Regions from separate parts of the Pan troglodytes genome. Here regions 2, 3 and 4 are each linked to region 1. Evidence: chromatin contacts called from public HiChIP or PLAC-seq data. All regions are on one chromosome and are shown on one strand. The core of a region is the stretch at or near the end of the contact, and the rest is flanking DNA. Distances in the headings are between cores, read along the strand shown. Region 1 holds the start of FNBP1L (formin binding protein 1 like). Region 2 holds the start of DNTTIP2 (deoxynucleotidyltransferase terminal interacting protein 2). Region 3 holds the start of LOC129137262. Region 4 holds the start of MTF2 (metal response element binding transcription factor 2).

Evidence for each region. HiChIP or PLAC-seq counts read pairs in DNA pulled down with a chosen protein or histone mark.
Region 2: an H3K4me3 HiChIP or PLAC-seq map of stem cell-derived excitatory neurons shows a contact between it and region 1, with 4 times the contacts expected there. The contact joins the promoter of DNTTIP2 here to the promoter of FNBP1L in region 1. A contact is called at or near these places in 1 of 7 Hi-C or Micro-C datasets (stem cell-derived neural progenitor cells) and 1 of 1 datasets of contacts at active chromatin or transcription factors (stem cell-derived excitatory neurons).
Region 3: an H3K4me3 HiChIP or PLAC-seq map of stem cell-derived excitatory neurons shows a contact between it and region 1, with 5 times the contacts expected there. The contact joins the promoter of LOC129137262 here to the promoter of FNBP1L in region 1. A contact is called at or near these places in 2 of 7 Hi-C or Micro-C datasets (induced pluripotent stem cells and stem cell-derived neural progenitor cells) and 1 of 1 datasets of contacts at active chromatin or transcription factors (stem cell-derived excitatory neurons).
Region 4: a contact with region 1 is called in an H3K4me3 HiChIP or PLAC-seq map of stem cell-derived excitatory neurons, with 2.8 times the contacts expected there. The contact joins the promoter of MTF2 here to the promoter of FNBP1L in region 1. A contact is called at or near these places in 1 of 7 Hi-C or Micro-C datasets (stem cell-derived neural progenitor cells) and 1 of 1 datasets of contacts at active chromatin or transcription factors (stem cell-derived excitatory neurons).

The regions. Positions count from the first base shown.
Region 1 is chr1:137,722,370-137,729,688 of NHGRI_mPanTro3-v2.0_pri, reverse strand. FNBP1L (formin binding protein 1 like) reads left to right here and starts at 2,994. Exons shown (of 17, transcript XM_524770.8): 1 at 2,994-3,264. The coding sequence starts at 3,241.
Region 2 is chr1:137,296,529-137,303,847 of NHGRI_mPanTro3-v2.0_pri, reverse strand. It overlaps DNTTIP2 (deoxynucleotidyltransferase terminal interacting protein 2), which reads right to left and starts at 3,403. Exons shown (of 7, transcript NM_001280405.1): 1 at 3,276-3,403; 2 at 467-2,061. The coding sequence starts at 3,347.
Region 3 is chr1:137,333,339-137,340,657 of NHGRI_mPanTro3-v2.0_pri, reverse strand. It overlaps LOC129137262, which reads left to right and starts at 4,475. Exons shown (of 2, transcript XM_063799535.1): 1 at 4,475-5,417; 2 at 5,957-6,566. The coding sequence starts at 4,879. The coding sequence ends at 5,990. BCAR3 (BCAR3 adaptor protein, NSP family member) reads right to left here and starts at 5,963. Exons shown (of 14, transcript XM_054667967.2): 1 at 5,584-5,963; 2 at 3,770-3,915. It overlaps MIR760 (microRNA mir-760), which reads left to right and starts at 5,032; the gene lies at 5,032-5,110. TRNAR-UCU (transfer RNA arginine (anticodon UCU)) reads left to right here and starts at 5,766; the gene lies at 5,766-5,850.
Region 4 is chr1:138,090,610-138,097,928 of NHGRI_mPanTro3-v2.0_pri, reverse strand. MTF2 (metal response element binding transcription factor 2) reads left to right here and starts at 2,860. Exons shown (of 15, transcript XM_513565.8): 1 at 2,860-3,291. The coding sequence starts at 3,287.

The sequences.
Region 1 (7,319 bases), core at 1,745-4,244:
TAATTGTTTTTGCTTAAACATCGTTGAACCAGTGACTTTTAATGTCATGAAAGAATTTTATAAATTACAAATAATTCTTTAGAAGAGATTATTTAAGGTGGTAATATGAATTATATTAAAAATTGTATAGTAATGGAGGGTAACAGAAATTTTATTTAAATTTGAATATTACAACTTGATGCAGGGCTGGGTGCAGTGGCTCACTCCTGTAATCCCAGCACTTTGGGAGGCTGAGGTAGGAGGATCACTTGAGTCCAGAAATTTGAGACCAACCTGGGCAACATTGTGAGACCTCTGTCTCTACAAAAATAAATAAATAAATAAATAAATAAAAATACATAAATAAAATTAGCCAGGTGTGGTTGTGTGCCTGTGGTCCTAGCCACTCAGGAGGCTGAGGTGGGAGGATCACTTGAGTCTGGGAGGTCAAGGCTGCAGTGAGCTATGATGGTGCCACTGCACTCCAGCCACTCCTAACGTCTCCAGGACATTAGGAGACCTTGTCTCAAAACAAAAACAAATAAGAAAACCCTTGATGCCCCCAAATCTAGCTTTTTGAAGAGAAATGAATTGTTTTAATTGTGGAATCCTGCTTCAGAACCTTGGAAGAAGAAAAAATCTTCAAGTAGGAGGTGAGCTTTATGTTCATTTGGGAAATTACATAAACAGCACGGTTGAAAATTTTAATGTGAACAGTAGATTATTTTACTTTAAAGGGAAATCCTCGCTGGGCGTGGTGGCTCACGGCCTGTAATCCCAAAACTTTGGGAGGCTGAGGGGGTTGGATCTCTTGAGCCCAGGGGTTCAAGACCAGCCTGGGCACCAATGGCAAAACCCCATCTTTACAAAAAAATCCAAAAAATTCGCCAGGTGTGGTGGTAAAGATGGGGTTTTGCCATTGGTGCTGGGATTTATCTTTTTTATCCCAGCTACTTGGGAGGCTAAGGCAGGTGAATTGCTTGAGCTGGAAAGGTGAAGGTTGCAGTGAGCCCAGATGGCACTACTGCACTGCTGGGCAACAAAGCAAGACTCTGTTTCAGAAAAAAAAAAAAAAAAAAGATAAATCCTTTAACTTGGGTTTAAATTATATTCTATAGGTCTTAGCTTTTATGACAATACTTAGATATAATAAATCTTGGTATTGCTGTGGTGCTAAATAATGACACTCATTTAATAAATCCATTTCCCAACTGGGCGCAGTGGCTCACGCCTATAATCCCAGCACTTTGAGAGGCTGAGGGGGGCAGATCACTTGAGATCAGGAGTTCGAGACCAGACCGGCCAACATGGTGAAAACCTGTCTCCACTAAAAACACAAAATTTAGCTGGGCGTGGTGGCAGGCGCCTGTAATCCTAGCTACTCGGGAGGTTGAGGCAGGAGAATTGCTTGAACCTGGGGGGTGGAGGTTGCAGTGAGCCGAGATTGCGCCACTGCACTCCAGGCTGGGTGACAGAGTGAAACGCCGTCTCAAAAAAAAAAAAAAAAAAAAAATCCATTTCGCCTTACTAATTAATGTTACTTGCAATTGCAAAATACATTCATGATTCTAGGGAGTGATAGGAAGTGATAGGAGAGGCGGTTAACAGTGTTAGGTGACATAAATAAACGAAGAAATTATTTTGGAATAGAGGCAATGTAGAAAAATGTTAGAAAGTGTTGTTCAATCCTTCACAGGCTTTTCACTGCATGGTACAAACTTAAGCATTTAAAAATGGGCTATAACCCACTTGGAAGAGGGCATTTGTATGCTTAAAGTGGCCTCAGAAAAGGACAGCAGAGAATTTAGGAAGATTAGCAACTGGACTGTCAGGCGAACTCAGGCTGTTGGCCTCAACTCCAAGAGGGAGCGCAGCTAGGCAAAAGAATACGGATTAAGCGGAAGAGGTTGGAACACCTGTCCAGGCCAGGTAGGGGAGGAGTTTCAATGCTGACAAAGAACCCGTTGGGAGAGCTTCCTAAAACACCCAGCTGTCATGACGCACTGAGGAGTACTCTACTAGTTGACTGCTTTGAAGTGTGTGTGTGTGCGCTTGCTTGCTTTAGGAGACAAGCTATTAATACTAAAGCATATGTTAGGGAGTTGCTCAGCGTACTTGATATCTAGTAGCACCAGCCAAACTAGCTAACAGCCTTTCCATGGAGATAGGCCAGGAAGTAGCTCCATAGAGAAAAAAGGAAGTAGTGGACCTGCCTCCAAGGTTCCGATACTGGGAGGTGAAAGAGATCTGAAGTTCCGAATAAGCTGTTTACACTACCAGAGAAAAATCTGGCTCCCATCCAACCCTCACCCACGAGGTGCCCATTCCAGACATGGGGCAAGCTGCCTTCTCATCTTCCGCAGGTGACAGCTCGGCTCACATTTGTCCACGTCTTCCATCTCGTGTGCTGGCAACATACCTAAATGATTACTGGAAGAGCTGCCTCTTTTTATAATTTCCTGACAGAATTTATAAAATTAAAATATTTAATTAAAGACAGAATCGGGGACATGTTGCCTTCACGTTTGCTGTTCAACCTGTGCACATTTTGGTGGTTCCCAAGAATCGTCATGCCAAAGCATCAGGCTTGAAAGGAGAGATCACCTTAAGCATCAAGATTTAAAAAAATAAAACACAACTCTCCTCAGTGTAAACTCTAGGATTTGGATGACGCTTCCCTATCAAGGTTTCTCCCGAGTGGAGGAGACAAGAGGCAGGAAAGGCAGGTAACTAAAATTGCCTCATGTAAAGGGGCTCAGCGCAGAGGAGGAATGAGATAATAGCGGCGGTGGGGGTCTTTTCCCTTCTCTCCCTTTCTATCTTGGAAACAGGGGTCCGAGTGGCAGCGGAGTGGGGGCAGTCCAAGCTCCGGGGTACCTGCAGGAGGAGACTCGACCAGCGAGAGGGGCCAGCGAGGGTGACCAGGTGCCCGCTTGGGGACCCCGCCGGCGGCGGCCAGGCTAGCCCAGGTCCTCCCCGATCCCAGGATGCACTGCGCCCCGCCCCCTCCCCGCGCCGCGTTCCGCCTCCCCTCGGCCCCGGCCCCCTCCCGCCCAGCGCGGGGAGGCGGGGACGCGGCGGCGGCGGAGGCTTCTCCAGTCGCGTCTTTCTCACTCACTGGGGAGCCCGGCGGTGGCGGCACCTTTCGAGGTAGACCCGCTGAGCTGCTAGCCCGCCGGCCAGCGAGTGAGAGGTCGGACAGACTGTGGAGCCGACAGACTGACGGACAGCGGCACCGCCAGACGGCCAGAAAGTTCCGCCATGAGCTGGGGCACGGAGCTGTGGGTGAGTGGGGGAGAGGGGCGCCCCGCACGGACCCCGGCCCCTGAGAAGCGCGGGTTGGGCGGGCGCCGCGGACCCTCGGCGGTGAAAGCGCGCACCGCCGTCCTCGGTCCGGCGCTGGCGGAGGGTGAGGGTCCCGCTCGTCTTTGTGTGCAGACTCCTCTTCCCTTCTCGGCCGGGGGTCTAGGGGGCCGCTAGTCCGTGCTCCCGCCTTTGCCGCCGTGGTGCGGCTCGGGCGGCGCCCGGGACGGCCGGGGGAGCAGCCCGCGGGCTCCTGCGTGCGCCGTGATCCCCTCTTGTTCCTTCTCCCTCCTCCACCTTCACTTTTCCCGACGCCTGGCTTCGCGCCCGGCGGCTCCTCTCTTCCTTTGTATCTCTCCTCCCGGAGGCGGGGGAGGGGGCCCATTGTCCCCAAGGGGCGCTGTTCGAGGGCGGGGAGGGGACCGGCCGCGATTCCTCGCCCGGGCCAGGTCCGCGGGGCTAGGGCGTCGCCCGTCTGGGGCGGCGCCGCCCAGAGCCCTCGCCCCAGGTATGGGGACCCAGGCGGCTTTGTTCGGAGCCCGGCCTCGGGCCAGCCAGGCCCAGCCCACACGCCCATTTCCCTCTCCCTGCCTCAGTGCTTCGGGCGGGCACAGCTTCGAGGGACTCCGGTTTGGCCACCCCCGGCTGCAGCCTTTGGGCTGGTGGGTTGGTTTTGGGGGCTGAATTAAATCGAGTGATCGATGAGGAAGCTAATTTTACCAAAAGGAGCCTACGGTTTCCCTGTTGCTTTACTTCCCTTTCCGTTCTTTATTCTCACTTGTTCTTTCTCCTTCGTTCTCTCCTTTCCTTTCCTCCTTGCCTTTCTTTGGCACAGGAGGCTCCAGACAATGCCCAGTGTCTGGCCAAGGTACGGGCGGAGGGTAATAGGTCGGAGAATTTGCTCCTGGCGCCGGCGCGGAAGGGTCGAGGTGTGGAGGGCAGTGATTTCTCAGGTGCGGAGGGCAGTGATTTCTCAGGTGCGGCCGGGGGAACTGGGGGCGTGGGGGCGCTGTCCCGAGAGCCGCCTGGCCTCAGCCACTCCCCTTTTTATTCCACCTGTGCCTGTTTTCCGTGCCTTTTGTTCGCGAGGATCTCGTGAAATCACTGCAGAGAAAGGGGAGAAATAACTTTTGAGTATGTGTGTGCCCAGCTAGGGTGGGAGTGAAAGCCAATGGGTTAATTGAAAGGCAAAATGTTTTCTTATTTTTCACGTCTACTCATAGATTGGGAATCTTAGAACTGTGAGACTTTAGAGTCCATCTAGTGAATGCTTTACTTAGCCAGCCAGGAATCTCTTGTGCAACATTCTGTACAAGTGCTTACCCAGTCTGTAAACACACCACCCAAGAGAAAATACCTTAGGAGCCCCTTCATTCCGTTTCTTAGATAGCATTAATTGTTCTTATATTGGGGAGGATTGCATGGTAAATGAATTACGTAAAGTTTAATTCTTTTACATTGGTTAGTTTCTCAGGCATTATTGGCCTTTTTCCCTTACACTTTGTGCATTCTATAATTGATTATAGTGAATTATCAATGAAAGGAAATGGGTATAGTTTTATTTTCAATTTTTAAATTTTTTAATTTTTTCATGCCTACCAGAGTGCATTCATTCGTTTTTATAATTACAAAATATTTTAACTTTTGCCTACTTAAATGACTTGTGCTTCAAAGGAAACTAAAATGTAAGTAGAATACTTTTAAAAAGTAAACATAGGAAAACAGTGGAGGTATGTTATTTAGATTTAACTCTTAAGATTTTTAAAAAATTCACTTTGTATCACACTAAAGAATAACAGTTTTAAGGAAAAACATTTTAGTGAATAATAAAATGTGATTTTAAAAGTTTTTTTTTTAAACTTATGGTACTACGTAAGGAAACGATTCCATTCCTCTACTGTCTCCTGTAATTTGGTTACTTTCAGCATTTAAAGAGTTTCTCAGCAATCTGAAAAGATAAACTGTAGAAGAGATGGGAATTTTTGTTCTAACTAAAATTTGCTTTGTGTCCTTTGGAAATTCTGAAAAAAGATTTTTAATTTTTCTCAACATTTAATACATCTCCATATTTTAAGATTTTTAGTTTGAGGATTTGAGGGAAACATTTATTAGAAACTAAGTAATGTAGAGTGAACTAATATCAACTTGGTGTCTGAAACTTAGATAAGCAGAACTTGGTGTAGAGGACTATTGTTGGGACTAGAAGAAATCTTAGAAAAATTTGAGTATGCTTCCTCTTTTTACCGTTCTCAGTTTTGAAAAAGGATTGTACTTCTAATGGATTGTAATGTAATACAAACACCTGTACTGTGCTCTTGCCATTGAGGAATTTGAGGTTGGGAAATTCTCTCGAAATTTTGGATTTAGAAACCAGTTCTCCTATTATTTCATATTTAGAATCACATTACTGTCCCAAAGAGTTAATTATTGAGAATATGTTGTTACAGAAAAATGACATGTAGCCATGCACTTAAACCTGAGTCTGTTTCTTGTAACAATCATTGGAATTTTTATTGCTATTTTAATGCTTCTTAAGTCTTATGTTAAATTTGAGAAAAAAAGGAATTTAATAGAACGGCTCTAATACTGACTTTGGGGGACTTTTATAGTGATATGCTGAGTGGATCGTGTCAGACTTTGGTTGCGTAATTGTTAGGGGATATGAATTAACTTGTAATAAATTTGAGCTGTGCTTACAGGGATTTCTAGTGTTCCAAATGAGTAAATAAGTTAGTGAATATATACTACAGTCACAGTTTTGCATTGTATTCTGGGTAATACCAAAGAAAGAGATGATACTGTCTTCACTTCTTCAGGATGCGTGGTAACATCTTAGGCATTGCTTATTGTGTTCATTTCTTTATTACATAGCAAGAATGGATGGATCAGATAGCCAAATATGAATTAATAATTTCACAAAGCACAGATTTTGAAATTACTAGCTTTTTTTTTTTTTTTTTTTTAACAGATAGGGACATTAGAGATTGGAAAAGACCTATGTTTAGTAAATAAGTTTTACTTATTAAGAAATAGGTTTTTAGTTTTTGAGGACCTAGTTAAAGTTCGACAGAAAAAAATCTGTGTATGGGTTGTGAATGTGTGTATAAATATGAAAAAAATATATGGCTGAGCACCTCACATTCATATGATTTACTGAAAAATTTGCTACCCAAGGAAAATGCTGGACAAGTCTGGTAGTTAGAAGATGGATTCAAATATCTGATTTAATTTATAAGTGCATATAAATCTTTTTTATGCCTTAATTTCCTGGTCGATATAATCTTTGGCCCTTAGTTTAAGAATGTGTAATTTAAAAGCCATTGTTATTTTCATCATATTATTTATATTATTATTATTTTTGAGATGGAGTCTCTTCTGTTGCCTAGCCTGGAGTGCAGTGGTGCGATCTCGGGTCACTGCAACCTCAGCCTCCCTGGTTCAAGCCATTCTCCCACCTCAGCCCCCCGAGTAGCTGGGATTTCAGGTGCACACCACCATGCCCAACTAATTTTTGTATTTTTAGTCGAAACAGGTTTTCACCATGTTGGCCAGGCTGGTCTTGAACTCCTGACCTTGTGATCCGCCCGCCTCGGCCTCTCAAAGTGCTGGGTTTACAGGCGTGAGCCACCGTGCCCGGCCTTCATCATATTATTAACTAAATGCATTTGACAAAGCTTATATCTTTTTGGAAGAAACTGAAAAATGTGGGTTGAGTGATAGATTAGGTGGATAATTTATGTATTATCCTCAGTGTTAACCTTTTAATGCTTTATTATCTTGGCTTCATAACACTTTATATAGCACTTAAATTTACATTGTAAGTGACTAGATTGTCCTTGAGTGTAGAAAGGCTGGATTCATCTTTGTTTTCACTGACCAAGACAATGCTTGTAGGTGATCATGCATGTTTTGCCCAATTGCATTAATAGTTGATTGCATTACCCAGAGTATTGATTACTAATTAGCAAGTGTATCTTTAGGGTTCTGAAGGCCTTTGTAGATGATGATAGGTTAGGTGATCTAGATAACAGCTCAAG
Region 2 (7,319 bases), core at 2,154-4,653, 430 kb after region 1:
GCCTCAATGTGCAGGGCTCAAGCAATCCTCCCACCTCAGCTTCCCAAGTAGCTGGGACCACAGGCGCACAGGGCACCACACATGGCTAATTTAAAAAAAATTTTTTGTGTAGAGATAGGGTCTCCCTATATTGCCCAGGCTGATCTCAAACACCTACTTGGGCTCAAGTGATCCTCCTGCCTCAGCCTCACAAAGTGCTGGGATTACAGGCATGAGTCACTGCATCCAACAGATTGATTTCTAATATGTCACCAAAAGGAGCACCTTTAGCTATGATTGGTGGGAAAAATATGACTAAAATAGGTATCCAAAAAGACAAGGGAAATGCTGGATAGAAGAGCCATTCCATGAAGAACCCAAGGCAGTGATTTTCTCATTCCCCAGGCTAACATTTCATATTTTTATGGTAAATTAACCACTTGAAATACATGTATCAAAAACTTATAAAAATAAAGGAAAAACTTACAGTTTAGCCTTTGTGCTATTTAGGAAGTCTTCTTCATCACTAAACTCATCTTCATTTTCATCATGGTCTGATGAATCTTCTTCACTTTTTTCATCCTCTTCCTCTTCTTTTTCTTCCTCAATGGCAACCTCACTTGCCTTGTCTTCCTCTTCCAAGTAAAAATTTTTATCAGCACTCATTCCAGGAGTTGTGTCAATTACAAACAATGCATTGTCACATGACAGACTTCCTGTGTCTCCACTTAATGACTCCCTTTGGCCACTATTTTCAACAAAACATAAAGTATCCTCTTCATTCTCACTGTTTTCAGACTGTTGGCTTTCATCACTGCTGAGAACTAATAAGACAGAATTATCTTTACCCTGAGATGTGTTGGGCGCAGACGTGTATAGTTTGGTATCACATTCAAAATCTACATTCCCTTCACTGTTCATGTCTTCACTGACACTTATAACTGTGGACTCTTCTTCATCATCACTACCACCGCAATCACCAAACTTTGTCAAGTCACTTGCTTTTATGGGGCTCTTTTTGTTGTTATTCCATCTGCCTACTTCCACAGTTGCAAATGTTTGAGTTAATGATTTCATTACAGCCTCAGAGTTCAGATTAGAGTGCACTGATACAGCATTTTTATTTTGGGGGGTTGAATGTCTCTGAGAAACTAACTGTTGAAGGCTAGTGTCCTGAAGTTCAGAAAGATTCTTCAGCTGAGAACTTTTCTCATTAATTTCTTTCCCCTCATCTGTTATTCCATTGGCATCTTCATCCAAATCCTTACAATTCTGTTTTGTTTCTTTAAGAGATTCAACATTGGCCTGTTCGTGCACTGTTAATATATTTTCTGAACTTCTGTGGGAGAAATCATCATCAAAGTCATTATTATAGAAATTTGGCTTATTTATCTCAGAAAGAGATCTTGCTTGTAAATGGGAAGTTTGTCTGGTATCTGAATCCTCTGAATTCACAGGTGTACCCACGATCTGTTTCTCATTTCCTGGTACAATCTTACTATCTTTCTTTTCAGTTTGTGCCTTTAATTTCCTCTGCATACTCCTGGTTCTTCTAGTTGCAATTCCAGAGAATGAAATGTCTGAGCTTGATGTCTCAGCATCAGATATAGCTTCTGTATGAGATTCTTGGCTTGGATCTGTCAGAGATTTAGCCTTACTTCTTCTGGCTCCTGTAGTTTTTTCTGTGGGAAGCACAATTCTAGAAATACCTGAAACATGAGATTCTGCTTCAGACACTATTTCTTCAGTGTGAGACTCCTTTGTTGGAGTTACTTTCGGCTTTTTCCTAACACTGGACACTGGGGAGCATGCAATTAAGATCTGCCTTCTCCTAGTTACCCTTAAAATGGTATCATGGTGCTCAGACACAGAATAATTTGACTCTGCCTCAGAGGTCTCTCCATCCGTAGATGGTTCAGTTCCCTTTGGTAGTGAGCCTGTAGTTCTGCTCTTCCTCTTTCTAGCTTTAGGAGTTCTAGGGATTAAACTTTGCTTCCCAGTGGTCTGTGATTCAGCAGTAGTTCGGGCATCAGATCCAGTACTACTTTCTGGATGTGCTTGAATCCCATTAGCAGCAAAACTCTGCAAACCAGAGAAAACACACTGTAATTTAGGTAGGGCTGGAACAAGGGCAAAACAAATGAAATACTGACCCCAAAAGCTAAAACCCAGTAAACAAGATTACCTTTAAAACAAAAAACAAAAAAACCTGCCCAACTCATGATTTTTAAAAAATCAAAATTTGGCCGGGCGCGGTGGCTCACGGCTGTAATCCCAGCACTCTGGGAGGCCGAGGCAGGTGGATCACGAGGTCAGGAGTTCGAGACAGCTTGGCCAACATAGTGAAACCCCATCTCTACTCAAAGTAAAAAAATTAGCGGGGCGTGTTGGTGCGCACCTGTAATCCCAACTACTCAGGAGCCTGAGGCAGGAGAATTGTTGGAATCCGGGAGGCAGAAGTTGCAGTGAGCCGAGGTTGCGCCACTGCACTCTAGCCTGGGTGACAGAGCAAGACTCCGAATCAAAAACAAACAAACAAAAAAATCAAAATTTAAACACTGGATCCAACCCTGCATTTACTTCACTAGCCTCATCCTTCCTAGATGTAACTTCAGAAGCAGAACAATTAAAATTTTTCTGTTTAAAGTCAAATATAACGGGTAGACCAACATTCTGACCCACCTATAGAAGAGGGGAAAAAGGGAATATTAACTCTGAACACCGATGTGTTTAGGCACACACTGATGGAATCAGTCGCCGCCCTTACCTTTACGTACAGGAAAAAATCGCCGCCGCTCCGTTCCCTGCATCGCTGAGTCAGAATGAGACAGCCGACTAACGCCACTAAGAGTCACCAGGCGACGACACCACAGCCCTCCTCACGCCTTAAGGAGGTGATGCTGGACAGCTGCCAGCCTCCCCACGTGAAAACGAAGCTTTTTTTCCAGCCCCCCTAAATGGGGCTTGTGCTTGGTGGCCGAAATTAACCCTCCTTGGTACCGTGTTAACAGTAAGGTTTAAAAGTTCGAACTGTGCTTCTGCATTAAGGAGTTGAACGACCCAAATAAAGTTATCTAACCTCTCTTCCATACTAAAAATTGCCTTAAGAGACAGTGGTGAGGGCTAAACAGTTTCCGTGACAGGCTTAGCACTGGGCCTGGGAGACCCAAGCGTGCGGCAAGCTCGGGTCCTCTCTGTCGGCAGGTCCTCACCCTTAACCGGACCCTTGCGCCGCCCCGCCTGCCTGAGCGCGGCTCTGCGAAGCGGCGAGAAGTAGGGAAGACTGGATTTCCTACCTTTTGCCCGGAACTTTCAGCCGACGCGGCTTGGATGCTGGCCTTAGCCCGTGCAGATCTGGTAACCACCATCTTTCCGGCTCCCTCGCGACCACCACGACTTCCCTCTTCCCTGGCGCTCCGGAAATGCGTCAGAGAACTGCCTCGAGCGCGTTTTCCGCGCAGATCCGAGAATTCGCGAGAATCTCCGCCCAGCCAGTTCAGGCCAGGGCGGTCAGAGACAAAGGGCCTGGGTTTAAGTGTGCATTTCAGAGCTGTAGAAGGCAAGCCAGATTTTTGCTGGGAAAGACCTTCATCGGGGCAGCGAAGCCCGCAGTGACAGAGGGTCTTAGCGTACCCGTTCACATGAATTGTAAAAACGCACTTACATGCCATTCGTTCTTTCATTTGTTTAGTAGAATCGTTTGAACCCGGGAGGCGTTCTTTCATTTCTACGTTCTAAAGAGCTTAATGTAGCCATTGGTATGTCCAAGGGAGAAGTTTGAGATATTTGTGCTTTTTTAAAAAAGACAATATTTACTCGTGTATTGTGACGCTAAATATAAATAAAATTTAAGGACTTGGTTGGGGTAAAAGGGATATAAGGTGCTCGCAGGAACTCGGAGACGAAGTGGAAAGCTGTATAACGTGAGATGGTGTTTAGGGATTGGGAATAGCAGAAAAGAAAAAAACGTTAAAGAAATTGTAAAGGAGAAGAATAAGGTTTTGTTGTTGTTGTTGTTGTTATTGTTACAGTGAAAGGAAGAGTATGACCAGAATCAAGAGGTTTTTTTGGTTATCTTTTGAGATAAAAGGTAGAGAACTATGTTTGAGGGGATGGGAAGGGGTTGAAAAAATAAGTAAACGCAAATTATTGTTGGAGGTGAGAAAGGATGAATGAGTGCCTCACCAAACCTAGTCTCTACTTCTTTATGACAGAAAACCAATTTTTTAATTTAAAGTCACAGAACACTGTGTCGATGGACACACTGCTTCCCAGCTTAAAATAGCTTATTTTATAGTCTCTCTTGCAGCCAAATGTGGCTATGTGACTACGTTTTAGCCAATTAGGTATAAATTGTGTGCATGTCTTTAGGGATGGCATCTAAAAGAGAGGAGGCCGTCCCTGACTTTTTTTTTTGGAGACGGAGTCTTGCTCTGTCGCCCAGGGTGGAGTGCAATGGCGCAATCTTGGGTCACTGCAACCTCCGCCTCCCGGGTTCAAGCGATTCTGCTGCTTCAGCCTCCTGAGTAGCTGAGATTACAGGTGCCCGCCACCATTCCTGGCTAATTTTTTTTTTTGTATTTTTAGTAGAGACGGGGTTTCACCATGTTGGGCAGGCTGGTCTTGAACTCCTGCCTTCAGGTGATTCACCCGCCTCGGCCTCTCAAAGTGCTGGGATTACAGTGCTGGGATTATAGGCCTAAACGACCTCGCCCAGCCCTCCTGATCTTTTAAAGTGCATTTTACTTCCTGGAAAGTTGGGTTCGCTGGTTTTCAGGCAGCAAGTTTGTGCCATAAGGATGAAGGCATGCTTTAGAGATGGCATAGCAGTGAGATGGAAAAATCAACTTGTGGAGCTGCCCTATGAGCCCTCAAGAGCCGCCTTCTAGATTTTTCACCTGATGGAAACACCTTGTTAAAAGCCACTGTTAATTAGAGATTTTTCTATTTGCAGCCGAGCCTAATGCTAACTGAACTGGATAATAAACAGAGATGTGGGTGTAGTCAGAAAAGAATGCACCTTCCTTTGAGCCAGGAGGAAAGTGTTGATATCTGAAACAGAGAGGAGAATGTGAATGCAAGTATGTTCAAGTGGAGTGAAGAAGAGAAGATTTTGGGTAGATAATAACCTCTGTAAGTAGGTGATACATCTCAGAAGAATGGAAATGGTTTATATCAACATTTGTGGCAAATGTGGTAAGAAGCAAAAATAAATTTTAGTAGGGCCAAGTAGCAGTGAGACTATGTAAGAAGATGAACAGAAGAGAAAGGTTAGATTTGAAGAGCAGACAAATCGTGTAGAAGGAAAGTGAACCAATTGGATGTAGGTTGTGGAGATCAAAGTATCAAAGAACAACAGCATCAATCATAATAGTATTGGCCACTTAATATCTGCTGGATACTAATCTACGTGCTTTACATGTGTTCATTCATTTAATCTCCACATCTTTAATTTGAGCAAATGCATGAAAATAGAAATTAAGATGACAGAGGTAGGTGTAGAAAACTGGAGAGAATATTAGAAAATCATGCAATGTCTAATATTCACTTGCAAGCATGGCCCTTTCAAGTAAAGAAAAAAAAAAAAGAAAGGAGAAAACCAACTCATATACAATCTAAGGTCAAGAAACAAACATAAGATACTAAAATTGTCAGTACATAGTTATAATATGAGAAGATTGAGCTGGTCTATCAACAAATCTACCATAGGCCAAAAAAAAAAAGAAGTGTTTTTACGTGGGCTTACCAGGTTTGCCATATTCTTTGCCTATCTTCTTTATCTGAAGTGGATTTAGGGCAAATACAGTATATTTAATTTTAGGTATATATAGTATATACAATACAGTTGACCCTTGAACAACACGGGTTTGAACTGGGAAGTTCCACTTATGCAGTGATTTTCTTCTGCCTCCACCACCCCTGGACAGAAAGACCAACCCCTCCTCTTCCTCCTCAGCTTACTTAACATGAAGACAAGGATGAAGACCTTTATGATGATCCACTTCCACTTCTCTTCCTTATGATTCTCTTAAAATTTTCTTTTCTCGTTTATTGTAAGAATGCAATATATAATATATACAACATATAAAATATGTATTAATCAACTAGTTATCTGCAAGGCTTCTGGTCAATAGTAGGCTATTAGTAGTTAAGTTTTGGGGTAGTCAAAAGTTATCTGTGGATTTTCAACTGTGCAGGGGGGTCAATGCCCCAACCCCCACATTTTTTAACGGTAACCAGTACTATTACTCAGGCCCAAAAGGAAATTTACCTTAAATAATCTATATTTTACTAATTAAATCCTTAAACTGAAAGGTCAAAGCTCCCTGGAATTTTAGGCATTAACCAAAAGATGAGAGTTTTAGTGCATGAGCCTTCTAAAAATACATACTATTCATGGTCATTCTGCATTGTTACATGTAAAACATTACTATTAAAATTAAGTTTGACCTGTAAGATGTCCAGGGATCCCATTTTCTGGTCTTCAAACCTTTGAATGTGGGCTGGACTTAGTGAGTTCTAATGAAACGAGTATGACAAAAATGATGGATGTCACTTTCAGGATTAGGTTAACAAAAGGCTGGCTTCTATCTTGCTCTCTCTCAATCATTCACTCTGTAGGAACCTAGCTGTATGTTATAAGCTGTCCTTTGAAGAGAACACTGTGGCAAGGAACTGAGTGAAGGAGGCCTCTGGCCTACACCCAGTGAAGAATTAAGGAACTCAGTCTGACAACGTGTGAGGCACTGAGTCCTGCCAACAACTACACGAGTGAGCTTGGAAACAGACCCTCAATCCAGCCTTCAGGTGAGACTGCAGTCTTGACTTATCCATTGCTGCATCTGGATGCCTCAAAGTCATCCAGATACAACAATAGATAACAAGTAGTTATAGATTAACTTCATCTCTCCTAAAATTTCAAGTAAAATAAATAATACAGGCCAGGTACAGAGGCTCATACCTGTAATCCCAGCACTTTGGGAGGTTGAGGAGGCAGGATCACTTGAGCCCAGGAGTTTGAGACCAGCCTGGGCAACATAACAAAACCCCATCTCTACAAAATATATAAAAATTAGCCAGGCATGGTGGCATGCGCCAGTAGTCCCAGCTACTTGGGAGGCTGAGGTGGGAGGATCACTTGAGCCTGGGAGGTTGAGGCTGCAGTAAGCCATGATCATGCCACTGCACTCCAGCCTGGGTGACAGAGCGAGACCCCGTCTTAAAAAAAAAAAAAGAAAAAAGAAATAATACAGTATGTACTCATGTCTAGCTTCTTTCACTCAGCATAGTGTTTCTGTAATTCATCCATGTTATTGTGTATACCAGTAGTTGATTCTTTT
Region 3 (7,319 bases), core at 3,226-5,725, 390 kb after region 1:
CCAGTACTCTGAACCCCAGTGACCTTCTTTACCAGCACCTGCTGCAACCAAGATCAAGTTTTTGGCACCCTTTTAAACACTGTGCACTGAACTGCTCAGCCTCCATTATTTTCCCAGCCTTGTCCTATCTTCTTCCTCATAACCCCTGAGTCTGGTTTCTACCCCTGCGCCCTAGCCACAGCATTCCTTGTACGCAAGTCAGTCCTAGGTTAGATAGCCCATTTCAAATGCAGCCTCCCTGTGTAATTCCCTCTCACAATGTAATCTCTCTCTTCCCTGAAGTCCCGTATCACCACACCTGCACCTCACTTAAAGACCTTTTTACTTTACATCACAGCTGTTTGTGTACCTGTCATCCTTTTTTTTTTTTTCCCCAGAGATGGAGTCTCGCTCTGTTGCCCAGGCTGGAGTGCAAATACTGTGATCTTGGCTCACTGCAACCTCTGCCTCCCAGGTTCAAGTGGTCCTCCTGTCTCAGCCTCCCGAGTAGCTGGGATTACAGGCATGTGCCACCACACCTGGGTAATTTTTATATTTGTAGTAGAGACAGGGTTTCACCATGTTGGCCAGGCTGGTCTCGACCTCCTGAGCTCAGGCAATCCACCCGCCTCAGCCTCCCCAAGTGCTAGGATTACAGCCATGAGCTACCTACCATGCCTGGCCTATCATCCTTTCTATAAGGCTTGTAAGCCAAGCACATGTGTTTTTCATCTCTGTATGCCCCAAGGTCACTACTGGACCCTCAGACGGTTTTCTGAAAAGATGAAGAAATCAGACAAATTAAATAGGATGCAGTAGTCTCCCTGACCCTCTGGCCCCACTCCATTCTGCCTGCACATCCCCTCCTATAGTAATCACTCTAAACACAGCTTTTCTCATGCCAAATGCTTTCCCATTGCCACATTCCTTATCTTGAATCAAGTCTGCCCCTACCCCTTTTGCCGTATCTGGCCTGGATCCTACCTTCCCAACCTCGTCTGTTGACACATCTTCCATCACCCCAAACTGTACTTCCATAAGGACCCATCCAACCCTCATTTTTGTCTTGATGTTATGTTTTTCTTCATCCTGGAAAATTTTCTTTTCCTTCCCCTGTTCCTGCCTGGCCACCTAATGTGGTTTGGCTATTGGCCTGGCTCAGTAATCACACTCAGCACTGAGATATTTTAGGATGAAAAAGCCCTTCATTTCAATGTTGTGAGTAGATTTTAGGATGAAAAAGGCCTTCATTTCAACGTTGTGAGTAGATTTTTCTAGCAAGAAATGAGTCTTCTTAAGTCCTTAAGGGTGGATGGTACCCTTGTCTTGGGAAACCATGTGGTGGGTGGGACAAATGAAAATAAAAATATGCCTAAGGTTCTTGAACTAAGAACTGTGAGGAATTGAAGCTGAAGGTAGATGTCTTCAGTCTGAGAAGCTAAGTGTTCTGTTCGGTAACAGAAATGAAATGTACAGCTGAGTAGGAGTGGGGTAGGGAGCTGCAGAATGTCCCTCCGGTTGCAACAAATTTAGCTGATGCTGTATCTATACTGTCCTTTGTTTCTGCAGGATGTGGGATTTCTTTATTAAGAGCTACTTACTAATATAATAGCAAATATTTGTTACACATTTACCATGTGCCAGAACTGAGACAAGTCCTTGAGAGGATTAACTCTTGCAATTCTCATAACAATTTTATAATTTTTCAGGCAGAGAAGTTAAGGATCATGTCCTGCAAATAAAGGCTGAACCAAGATTTGAATGACAGGGTCCTGACTCCACAGGCTGTACTCTTAACTGCTACTACCACAGTTTTTGTTTGTTTGTTTTTTAAATCTCACCCTTTAAAAATTCCTTTTTAGGTATGTTTTATTAGTAGTATAATAGAGCATCCTTGTTCCTTGGGGGTCCAAACTGAAAAATTTTTACCGGTAGGAATGCCCAGTCACATTATGACACTTTTTCACATGCTACCTTGCTTCATCTGCTTATTGCTTCATATTCATAAATCGTATTTCTCCTAGGAAATTTGGAGTGTCCTTGAAGGTAGGAATTATGTCTTAAACTTTCACTTGGTTCCCACAGTAGGCCTAACTGTATTGTCCCTACTCATTGAATTGAATAAAACTAGTACTCCAGCAACCTTATACCTCTGGAGTAAAGCAAAGCTAGTGCAAATATATACAGTAGAAGTATAGTCCATTTCCAGAGCTTCTGGGAAGGCCAAAATCACTAACCACACAGTAACTTAAAAATAATCCTGCTGGCCAGGCACGGTAGCTCACGCCTCACTTTGGGAGGCCGAAGCAGGCAGGTCACAAGGTCAGGAGTTCAAGACCTGCCTGGACAACATGGTGAAACCCCATCTCCACTAAAAATACAAAAATTAGCCGGGTGTGGTGGCACGTGCCTGTAATCCCAGCTACTTAGGAGGCTGAGGCAGGAGAATCGCTTCAACTCGGGAAATGGAGGTTGCAGTGAGCCGAGATCATGCCATTGCACTCCAGCCTGGGTGACAGAGTGAGACTCTGTCTCAAAATAAAAATAAAAATAAAACACCAACATGAAACCGTATTTAATTTAGGGCTTTGCTGTCCAGCGAACTCAAACTGCAGATGTGCTGCAATCAGCCTAATTGAAAGTGGTTATAACCCATGCTTTGACTCCCTCTGTTGGCAGGAAGAGGTTGCTTTCTCACTTGCGGGAATTCTTAGCTCAGGTTGTATAATGGCTGTTTACTACAGATACAGCCTGAGAAAATTCAGCCAGATTAGAAAAGGGGAAGACAAAACCCACTGAATCTTTCTCCCCAGATGGCAACTAAATACTCTTTTCATTTTTCTTACATGCTAACATTGCTACCTATAAACTGCTTAGTTAATTGTTCAGAGAACCACCACACACCTGACCTTGTTTGGCTGTGACTTTCTTCTTCTTTTTTTTTTTTTTTTTTGGAGATGGGGTCTCATTCTGTCGCCCAGGCTGGAGTGCAGTGGCGCGATCATAGCTCACTGTAACCTCAAGCTCCTGGCCTCAAGTGATCCTCCCGCCTCAGCCTCCAGAAGTGCTGGAATTACAGGCGTGAGTCACTGCACCTGGCCCCAGTCTTCTAATTGCAGGGTATAAGAAGTACAACCTTGATAGCTCACAGAAGGCTGCACAGGGAAAGCCTGGCTTTCCCACACTGTCTGCTAACACTGTATCTCTAATATTTTCCATGATACAGGAATTTTTTTGGCTTCATCTAGTGGAATAAAATATCTAAAATTATTCGTTTGAATCATTAAGTGGAATCAAACACATATACATCTTTCCTTAGCACATTGTTTCTTTCCCAATTCCCCCTTTCCAGAATTTTTATATACGCATCTCAACTGTCACTTAATCACGTCAATGACTCCTCATCATTTGAGATTTGGCTCCAATACCCCAGGCAGAATTCCTCTGTATGGTTTTCCCACAGGCATACAGAGCATCTCTTCTCCCATTCGGCTGTGAGCAACTCCTAAGACCAGTGGAGACCCTGAGATGCCACCAGTGCCTGGCATATTTCAGAATTCAAAAAAGATTTGTTTAAATAAATACAATTTAAAACCATATTCCATTTTAAAGGCTAATTTTATCCATATGAGAATTCTCCCTGCATGCAATGTGAAGACATTTATTTCATTAAAGGGGCATAACAATTTTATATATATATATATATATATATATCATGTTGTCAAGAAACTTTGTTTACATTAGAGTATAATTAAATAGGCCTGGCACCAATCAGGGCTCTGCCACTTACTGTTTGGAGAAGCGATTCACAATTCGCATCCTTGCACGTTCTTCCTAGATGTGCCAAGAATGCAAGACCCTGATCACGCTTTACTTGGGCCATTTCTCAGCGTTGTGTTTGCAGCGAGCAATCTTGAGGGATGAGGTAATGTCTCCCTATGGAACAAAGAGCAGGCTTGCTTACTGCTCACTATAACATGGTGGGTTCCCCAAGCTCAGCATTCCTCTTCTGTAATGCAACCCATCTTGTGTGTAAGCATGCATCTGGGCCTGTGTGCTTCGTTCCTGTGAGAACTGGGGTCCAGGGAGCCAACTCAAAAACGGTGATACTCTGGCTATTGCTTTTGTTGTAATAGTCTTTTATCTCTGACTCAGAAGTCTGGTGTGTTCTGTCAGCATTCATGAAACCGTGAAAGCTAACGTGTTAGTTTGCAAACATAACAAAATATGATTCATCACAGTTCTCCACGCTCACTAGCTGGGCGTCCCTACACGAGTTTTTTAACCTCTCTTAGCTGCAGTTTCCCTTCTTTATATTATAAAGGGGACGGTGGTGTGTATGTACCCGCTCCATAGCTTCGTCTTGGGGTTAAGACTGTAAAATCCCTACCACACTGGACTCTTCCCAGGACTTCCCTTTCCCTCTTTGAACTCTGCCAGAGACTATTCTGCATTTGAGGCCTGGCGATGCTGGGCAGGGGCGGGTATGGGTGAAGCACAGGGTGGGCCGCGGCTGGCGGGTTTGGTGCAGAAACGGGCTGTGGCCAAGCCGAGAAAGCGCGCCCAGCGGCCGCCCTGCGAATCCTCCGTAGGCGGGGCCGGGACTGCTGTGAGCTAATAGGAACGGGGGCCGGGCGTTCGGTCTCGCCGCTGCAGTCGCAGAGCAACCACGCGGCTTTGACCGTCTATTTCAAAGGGCTTCGGGGTCTTGCGGATGGGGATCACTGCGGGCACTGGAAACCTGCCGGCCCCCACCCAGCCGCCTCTCAGATTCGTGGCGACCGCACCCTTCTGGGTAGCGGCGCCAGGCCCTCTGCCGTCCCCACCGCTCGCAGCCACCAGGAAACCCCGCGGCCGCGCTCGAGCGCGCGCCCTCCGACCACATGCACCCGCACACGCATGCTCCCAGCGCTCCCACGCGTGCTGACACCCTCCCGGCTTCCGCCCACGCAGTCGCGGGGCCCGGGCGCGCGGGCTCGGGGCAGCTGCGCGGCGTCCTTGGAGGCAGGTGCTGGGGGCAAGACGAGCTCTCGGAGGATGCTGCGGCGCGGGGCGCGTCGCCCCCCTCAGTCCACCAGAGCCCGGATACCTCAGAAATTCGGCTCTGGGTCTGTGGGGAGCGAAATGCAACCCAAACCCCGTTTTTCCGAACCCCGCGCAAATAAACACGCACAAGCACGCACACAGACGTCGCCGCGACCGGCGCTCGCCGCCGCAGGTCCAGGCCGCCGGCCGGCCGGGCCGCGAGGGAAGAGCCCAGGCCCGAGAGGGGTCGCCGCTTACGTCTCGCAGCCCGAGGGGCGGCCGCTCGGCCTCGGCCGCTCACAGGCGCGACGTAAAGGCCCGGCGTCACCGGCCCGGCTTAACGGTGCAACGGCTGGCCTGGGCCTGCAACTCTGGGGTCCCGGCCGGGCTGGAGCGGCCGCCGGAGAGACCTGGTAGGCGGGGCGCTTGGGGCAGGAAGGGAGCCGGGGAGGGAAAAGCGCGACTGTGATTCGTACGGCTGGGCCCGGACCGTGAAGGGGACCGGGTTGCGGCTGCCCTCATACCGACCAGGTGGGACCGTCGGACTGCGGCCGCCCTTGGCTCAACTGGGTCGCCGACCTTGTTGAGGGGCGACCACTGCGGGGAGACCGAGAGCCTGCGGCCGGCGTTTGAGGCGGATGGCAGTGCCCTGAGCGCGGCGGCTGGGTCTCGGTGACACTGACGACGGGAGGGGCGGTCGGAAGAGCGCGCGGCCGTCGCCTCTGGCTTAACACAGCAGATGCGCTGAGACTCCAACAGGTGGCTCCGTGGCGCAATGGATAGCGCATTGGACTTCTAGAGGCTGAAGGCATTCAAAGGTTCCGGGTTCGAGTCCCGGCGGAGTCGTAACGCTTTTTTCCCTCCCCCCTACAATTTATTTTCTGCCTCCATCATGTCTCTTATTTTTTTTTGCTAAACGGTTTAACTTGTCTCTCATTCCCTGCTCTCGCAGTTCACTGCATTCGGTTCTTGCGGTCCTTTCTTAAGCGGCTCGCAGGGTCCCGAGCCCCTCAGCTCCCCGGGCCTCGGTGGCCCAGGGCCCAGCTCAGCCGACTGGGCAGTCGATCTAGGTCCTGAGAAGAGCGGCAGCGGCGGCGGCGTCGGCGGCGGCGGCGAAGGAAAAGCGACACTGAAGCGAAGGCTCGCGGTTTCGGCCTAAAGGAAAGTGCAGGGGAGTCCCGGGTCTCGGGTGACACCCCCACGCCTTGAGCGGGACTATGGTTGCGAGGGAGGGACGAGAAAACACGCCTACGCCCTGCGTGCGCTGTGCTGACTACCTCTCCAGCATGGAGGCTTCCAGATGAGCAGACACCCGAATCCCAGCGGGAGCCCGTCAAAAATGGAGATTTCTGCCGTCACTCTGGGACTCTTAATTCGGTCCGTCTGGGGTGGGGCCCAGGAATCTGCATTTCTGATAAGGTCACCCGCTCCCCTCCCCCATTATTCCAGTGCAAAGAGGTCCTAGGCCCAGTGCCCATCAGCTCCTCAAGACACGAATTACTATATCTTTTTCTGACAACTGTTAACTTTGTACAAGGTTAGCAAATAAATCCAGGAATGAATGGAATCTTTTTTTTTTTTTTTTTTTTTTTTTTGAGACGGAGTCTCGCTCTGTCGCCCAGGCTGGAGTGCAGTGGCGCGATCTCGGCTCACTGCAAGCTCCGCCTCCCGGGTTCACGCCATTCTCCTGCCTCAGCCTCCCAAGTAGCTGGGACTACAGGCGCCCGCTACCACGCCCGGCTAATTTTTTGTATTTTTAGTAGAGACGGGGTTTCACCGTGTTAGCCAGGATGGTCTCGATCTCCTGACCTCGTGATCCGCCCGCCTCGGCCTCCCAAAGTGCTGGGATTACAGGCGTGAGCCACCGCGCCCGGCCTATGAATGGAATCTTAAAACTCGTAAAACAACAATGAAAGGTAATTCACACAAAAGATACAAAATCCAAAATTGTCAAAAAAGCTACAGGGAAAAGTAAACATCAATGTTATTCCTATAGTCCAGCCTTGCAATTCTCTCCACAAGCCATTAGAGGTAATGGTTTCTTGGAAATATTTTCAGATTTATTTTACGCCCATATCAGCATTTTTAACATCTTTTGTCATAAATATGTCGTAAATAACAATGTTATTGATACATATCCTTTTAAAAACACAATGGTAGTATGCTATACTGGCTTGTTTTACCTATGAATATATGTAGAGCTGCCTTGTTCCATTGTACGTATGTATGGTAATGATTTAACAGTCCCTAATAGCTGGACATTTAGATTGCCAGTATTTTCCTGTTACAAACAATGCATCAGTGAACATCCTTGT
Region 4 (7,319 bases), core at 1,611-4,110, 370 kb before region 1:
AGCCAGATGCAAAAGACTACTTATTGTATGAAACCATTTATATGAAATTGTCAGAAAGCAGATAGCAGATTGCCTAGGGCTTGGAAGGAGGGTTGACTGCAAATGCGCATAATGAATTTTTTGGGGGTGATGGAAATGTTTTAAAAGTGGATTGTGGTGATGATTGCACAATTCTAGTCACTGCTTATTGTAGACATTTAGGAACTGAAAGCGACAGACATTCTATCTCAACCCAAGCTTCCACGATTACCATAGCATGGGGGAGGGAGATGTGTCTCTGCTTCTTAAAGATTCTCCTGAGAAGTGATACATGTCACCCATTTTATTGGTCAAAGCAATTAACTTCAGGGGTGCAAGAGAGTGCAAATTTTTTTTTCTTTTTTCTTCGAGACAGAGTCTGCCTCTGTCGCCTAGGCTGGAGTGCAGCGGTGCAATCTTGGCTCACTGCAATCTCGGCCTCCTAGGTTCAAGTGATTCTCTGCCTCAGCCTCCCAAATAGCTGGGATTACATGCATGCACCACCATGCCCGGCTAATTTTTGTATTTTTAGTAGAGACAGAGTTTTGCCATGTTGGCCATGCTAGTCTGGAATTCCTGGCCTCAAGTGATCTGCCCCCCTCAGCCTCCCAAAGTGCTGGGATTACAGGCGTGGCCACCGCGCCCGGCCAGAGAGTGCAATTTTACTATGTGTCTGGAAGAGAGGGGAACCAGAATACTTATGAACGACCCTAAGGATGATCACAGAAATACATACAACAATAAAGGGTACAGTTTACTCTGATCAGAGTTCACTCTATATTTCCGAGGAACCACAACTACAGCAGGTTTTTTTTTTTTTTTTTTTTTTTTTTTTGAGGCAGTCTCACTGTGGCTCAAGTAAGCCTACCACCTCAGCCTCCTGAATAGCTGGGACTACAGGCAGAGGCCCAGCTAATTTTTAAATTTTTTGTAGAGACAGGGTCTCACTATGTGGCCCAGACTGCATACTGGTCTGGAACTCCCCAGCTCAAGTGATCCTTCTACCTTGGCCTTTCAAAGTACTGGGATTACAGGAGTGAGTTGCTGGTGGCTGGCTGACAGGTATTCTTTATACTTGACTGTGACTCCCTGAGTGTCCTTAAATCTCTGAACACTTGGTTTGCTTACACCTTTGTACTCACACGTTTGCACAGAAAAATAACACTTTTTTTTGATAGAGGCATAATTTACTTCTCTAATGTATAAGGGATTAGAATACTTTTGTGTAGCCAAAGAGCCCAAATTATTAGTTTCTGAGGTGGAAATGAATGCGTCTGAAGTATTGAATCACTGAAGATTTTGAAGTTGAGGCTTGGTGACCACTTTACAGAAATGTTGAGGAAAACTTAGACCAAACGTTCTCCAAAACAGATGTTCTCTGATTAGGCTTAGCTGCACAGCAAATATATCTGTTTGTGCAATATCTTTATTAATTTTTGTACTGCATCTACTTTTTAATATTTTATTTATTTATTTACCTTATAATAATATTTATTATTTATTATGCCACGTTCCTGAATGGGAATGCATCTACTTTTTTTTTTTTTTTTTTTTTTGAGATGGAGTTTTTGCTCTTGTTGCCTAGGCTGGAGTGCAATGGCACGATCTTGGCTCACCACAACCTCTGCCTCCTGGGTTCAAGCGATTCTCCTGTTTCAGCCTCCCGAGTAGCTGGGATTACAGGCATGTGCCACCACACCTGGCTAATTTTTGTATTTTTAGTAGAGACGGGGTTTCTCCAAGTTGATCAGGTTGGTCTCGAATTCCCGACCTCAGGTGATCTGCCTGTCTCGGCCTCCCAAAGTGCTGGAATTACAGGCGTGAGCCACCGCGCCCGGCTGCATCTGCTTTTTTTAAGTCAAAATTTTCCTCAGCCAACGTATGAAGGTCACTTAAGACGAATTTATGAGAGACGATGATGAGAATTGAAATAAAGTGAAACCTGAAAGGTGGTAGGTAAGTAGATACAGTGAGGGTACAGTAAGAAGACAGACTTAAAAGATTAGGACTATTATTCAGGAGAAGCAGAGGAGTGGAAGGGTATGACCACAATATTTAAAGTATTGAATGGTATTGGATAAAACGAATATGCTTATTTGCCAAATTCTGAGATCACAGGCTGAGGGAACCCCTTTTGAAGTATGAGCCAAATGAGCTTAGACCACAAGAGGTACTTTTTCAGAGACAGAAAAAATATGGTGTTCACTATCCCTGTGGCATAATATGGGACAAAAATATAAAATGGCTTTAAAAATATTTTGACGAAATTATAAATAAAGATTCCACACGTGGCTACTAAGAGGAGCTGGGTTGTATCTAGGTGTAAGTTAAAGAGACAAGCATACAATCTCACAGCTTGTCACTTGGGACCCCTGTAGGCAGCAGAATCTGGGCAGGCTAAGGGTCTGCACTAATAAACAATTCTGTTTTCTTAAACCATTTTGCAGGGGACTATTCTCAGATTTCATTACAACTAGGAAGGACTGCAAAGCGGGTAAACAGAAAACAACCTTTCATCGTTAGGAAAAAAATCGTCTGAAAGTCTTTCATAAAAGCAGCTCCTGATAAGGAGTTTGGGACTGGACAGTGAATCGCTGAATAAAATTTAATCTCGACATCCTGGGTCTTCTCCCCTCTGAAGGAAATTCTAACAGCAGGCCTTAGGATGAAAGTAGAGGACACGTGCTTCAGTTAAGGTTTTCTCCAGGGAAAAGAAATCGGCCCAGCAAGATGCACAGAGCACCGTCACGACCACGCACACCGAAGGTCGCACACGACCCTTTTCCTGTATAACAGTGCCAGCCTACCGACGATCAGGAGCGCAGCTTTCACTATTGTGTTAGCCCCGGCGGCGGAAGGACTGAGCCTCACTGCAACATTAAAGAGTCCTTCTTTGTTCAGCCCCAGTCGGGGACGCAGGGCGCGGTGTTCCTCCGCGCTCGCCGCGCAGTCCCTGCCCCCCCGCGGCTTTGGAGAGCTGCCATTCGGCACCGGAGTCGCTCCGCGCTCCCAGAATGCACCGGCAGTCCGCGGGAAACCAAAATGGCGAGGGGCTGTATTGAAGTGGGCTGTGTTTGAGGCCGGTGTAAGAACGCTCATTCTACCCCCAACCCTTGTCTCCAAGGACCTCGGTTTGTGCGTGCATATGTGCCGGGTACCCGGTGGGGCGGGTGCCCAGTAAGTGCTCGGACTCGCAGGGGAAGCGCCCACGGGGACGGATTGGTTGTTTTTTCCTGTATGAAGCGGTTGGCACCACTGAAGTGACCGAATGAGGTGAGAGACCTTGGCCTGGGAACCGACTCTTCCGGAGGAGATGGGGGTTGGGGGAAGGAGGAAGAAAGGAAGCAAGTATAAAAGGGAAAGATGGAGGACCAAGGTGGGGGTGGGGGCTCCTGTATGTGGGTGCCTTTGCATTTATGTGTATATTGAAAAGAATGGATGAAGAGGAGTAGTCAGTTGAGTGTTGGGAGAAAATAGGGACTAAAGGAGCGAGGAGGTCGTTGGGGGAGTCTGTTGGAGGAACAAGATGAAACGTTGAGACGGGGAAGCTGTGTTTGGAGGGCAGGAAGGAACCTGGGGGCGGGAGACGGTTGGAGGGGCAGGATGAACCTGGTGACGAGGGGGTGGGGAGCCGAGAGGAGGAGCCGTTGGGAAATGGGGGCTGAGGGAAATGTGGGGAGCAGAGTGGAGGGCTGCCTGGGACCTTAGCAGTGCGCAAAGGGAAGTAGCAGCTTGGAATCGGAGGGTGGAATTGTATGGAATTGGAGTAAAGGGGGTCGAGTGTAAGTGCTGGTAAGGATAAGGGGAACACACTGAAGTGGAGGTTGGAAGCACAACCTGAAAGCTTAAAGGGAAGCGGTGGGAGGGAAAGTGAGATGGGGGAAAGCTAGGTAGCTTATATTTGGAGCTCACCAAAAATATGAGGCCTTTCTTGTGTTTAATTAAACCTAACTCATATAATCTGCGTCTAGGATGTAGATTTGTATTGTATTCATTTTTACAACTGAGGTAATTACGGCTTAAGGAATTTTAACCAATTTGCCAAGATTTCTTAACATATTTCGGTAGTGCCAGAACTCTAACTCTGTGTTTTACAATCTGGTGTCCTTGGTTGCTAGAATTTTTCTTTGGAAGCAATTAGAGGGAACAGATGGATTTATCGGGGTAATCTGACTAACAGCAAGGGTTTGTGAACAATGGGAAAAGGCTTATGGAATGTTACTCTATTCTTTAAAACATTTAACTTTGGTTAAAGATAGAAACCATGTAACACTAACTTAAATGTGAAAACCTAGCTAGGCCTGTGTGTAATACATAGGAAGGCACCATGTGAGGTCAGTACAGAGCTAGAAATATGTAAATAGTACCTGATTTAATTTGACTCCAGAACCTCCAGTAGTAATAGTAGTTACTTTCTCCTTCAGATGGATTCCATGTGACCCTCCTGTATACCTAGCCTACAAGCTGGTTTCAATTTCCATGGTTTCATTCTCTCTTGGGAATTCCTTTTTTTTTTGGTCAGTAAATTTCAAAGATAGTTGTATGTAGAAGTAGTTAATGTGGATAAAATGTAATTAAATTCACAATAACCTTTTTAAGATTTGAAAATGCTTTAAAGGGAGTTGTTTTGACTGATGGCTTTAAGTGCCCTATAGTTTAGTTATAACTTGAGAGGGAATAAAAAATGACTTGTTTTTTCAGATTCCTAAATATAAAAATGTATTTGAATTCACATTTTAAAATTAGTTCACCTGCAGTTTTTTAAAGTGCTAAAAATGTTCTAAATATTTGAATTAAGAACACACCTGCTTCCTGATACTACATTTATAATGTTAGTGGGTATTAACGGAAATGTGTAACTATCAGGATGAAATGCATACACAGTTTTAGAACTAGTTGTACAGAAATCATCTTGTTAAGCCTTTTTTCTAGATGACACAATTATATTTAATAGTTCTTTAAATCATCCCCGTTGCCTCAAAGCTCTGTTAGGAAAGACATTCTGTGTATTTTACTGTGGGTCATTAACTCTTTGATTTCATGGATTATAAATATTCCTTTTTGTGGGATCTTTGAAGGATAATTTGCTTTAATCATTTTTCAGCATAATCTTTACATCTGACTTGAGGAAACTGACAGTATATTGTTAATCTATATTTTAACAGAGAAATTTGCCTCTGAGGAGTTGCCATGACCAACATCTGTAGCTTGATGGTTCTGAAAGTAAAACTTAACTGCTGTTTTAGTTAGTCGACACTTCCATGAACGATCTTTGATGGTTAATATTTTTGTACTTTGTTTTCCCTGTTCTTCAGGAAAATTTGTTTATTGCTGTGAAATCCAGTATAACCATCCTAAATTGGAATGTAAAAGTTTCCCTGTGGATATTTCTTATATGTTAGAGTAGTGCTATCTAGTAGAAATTTCTCCAGTGATGGCAGTGTTCTATATCTGCTGTATCCAGTACAGTAGCCACTAGCCGCATGTGGGTATTGAACTCTAGAAATGTAACTAGTGAGACTAAGAAGTGAATTTATAATTTAATTCATTAAAACTAAAATTTAAATGGCCATATGTAGCAGTGCTACTGTATTGGACAGCACAGTAGTAGGGGTTATTGCATCCATGTATTGAGGAATTGTTACATTCATTAACCATGGAAACCACAGGAATCCAAGGATGAGGAAATGCCTTAGAACTGAGGAAGTTCAGATTCTTTTTGTACATTTAAGATGAAGTATTCATTTTTACCACATACCATGTCTTCTGTCATATTTCTGTTTTCATATAACATTGCAATAGAATAATGAAAGATAGTGACCTCTCTAGTCTTTTTAAAATATAAGATTCTGCTTCTGTGTCAAAAAACAACAAAAAATGGATATTAGGAACGTTTTGTTGTTTAAAAAAATTACTTTGTTTTTACACTTTGGTAGAAAAAACTTAAGGAATATTTCAAACATAATACAAAGTGAGCAGAATAGAATAGTGAGCTTTTATATAACCATTCTTTTTTTTTTTTTTTTCTGTAAAAAGAGACAAGGTCTTGCTCTGTCACCCAGGCTGGAGTGAAGTGGTGCTATCATAACTTGCTGCTGCCTCAGACTCCTGGGCGGAAGTGATCCTCCTGCCTTAGCCTGCCGAGTAGTTAGGACTACAGGTGCACACCACCACACCTGGCTAATTTTTAAATTTTTAATTTTTTTTGTGGAGACGGGATCTTACTGTGTTGCCCAGGCTGGTCATGAACTTTTGGCCTCAAGCAGTCCTCCTGCTGTGGCCTTCTAAAGTGTTGGGATTGAGCCACTGTGCCCAGCCCATTGTTTTTATTATTTTTTAAAGGTTTATTTTTAGGTGAAGTTTACATATATTGAAATGCACAAATCTTAACTGTACAGTTTTTAATAAGTTTTATTGAGATATAATTTATATACTATAGTTATATGTACATAATTCACATGCGTTCTTTGAAGGTGTACAGTTCAGTGATTTTTTTAGTATACTCACAAAGTTGTGCAGCCATCACCATACCTAATTTCAGAATATTTTCATCATCCCAAAAAGAAAAGAAAATCTTAATCCATTAACAGTCAGTCCCCTTCACCTATCCACTATCAGTCTGGCAAGCACTAATCTACCTTCTGTGTCTATAAATTTGCCTGTTCTGGACATTTCATGTAAATGGAGTAGTACAATATGTGGCCTTTTATGTCTGGCTTCCTTCACTTAGCATGACTATATTAGTCCATTCTTGTACTGCTATGAAGAAATAACTGAGACTGGGTAATTTATAAAGAAAATAATTTTGATCGGCTTACGGTTCCACAGGCCATACAGGAAGCATGGCTGGGGAGGCCTCAGGAAACTTCCTGTTGAAGTGGCCCCCTTGAAGTGGCCACAGCAGGAGGATTAGAGATGGGGGCGGCTCCACACGCTTTTAAACAACCAGAGAACTCAGTATCATGAGAACAGCAGGGGGGAAAATCTGCCTGCATGATCTAGTCATTTCCCACCAGGGGCCTCCTCCAATGTTGGGGGTTACAATTTGACGGGATATTTGGGCGGGCACACAAAATCCAAACTATATCGTTAAAGTTTTCATGGAACAGCCATGTTGTAGCATTTATAGTCACTTCATATCTTTTTAGGGTCAAATAATATTTCATTATATGAATATACCTTTTTTTGTTTGTCTACTCATCAGTTGATGGACATTTGGGTTGTTCCCACATTTTGACTATTGTAAGTAATGCTGCAGTGATCATTCATGTATAGGGTTTGGGTGAACATGTTTTCGTTTC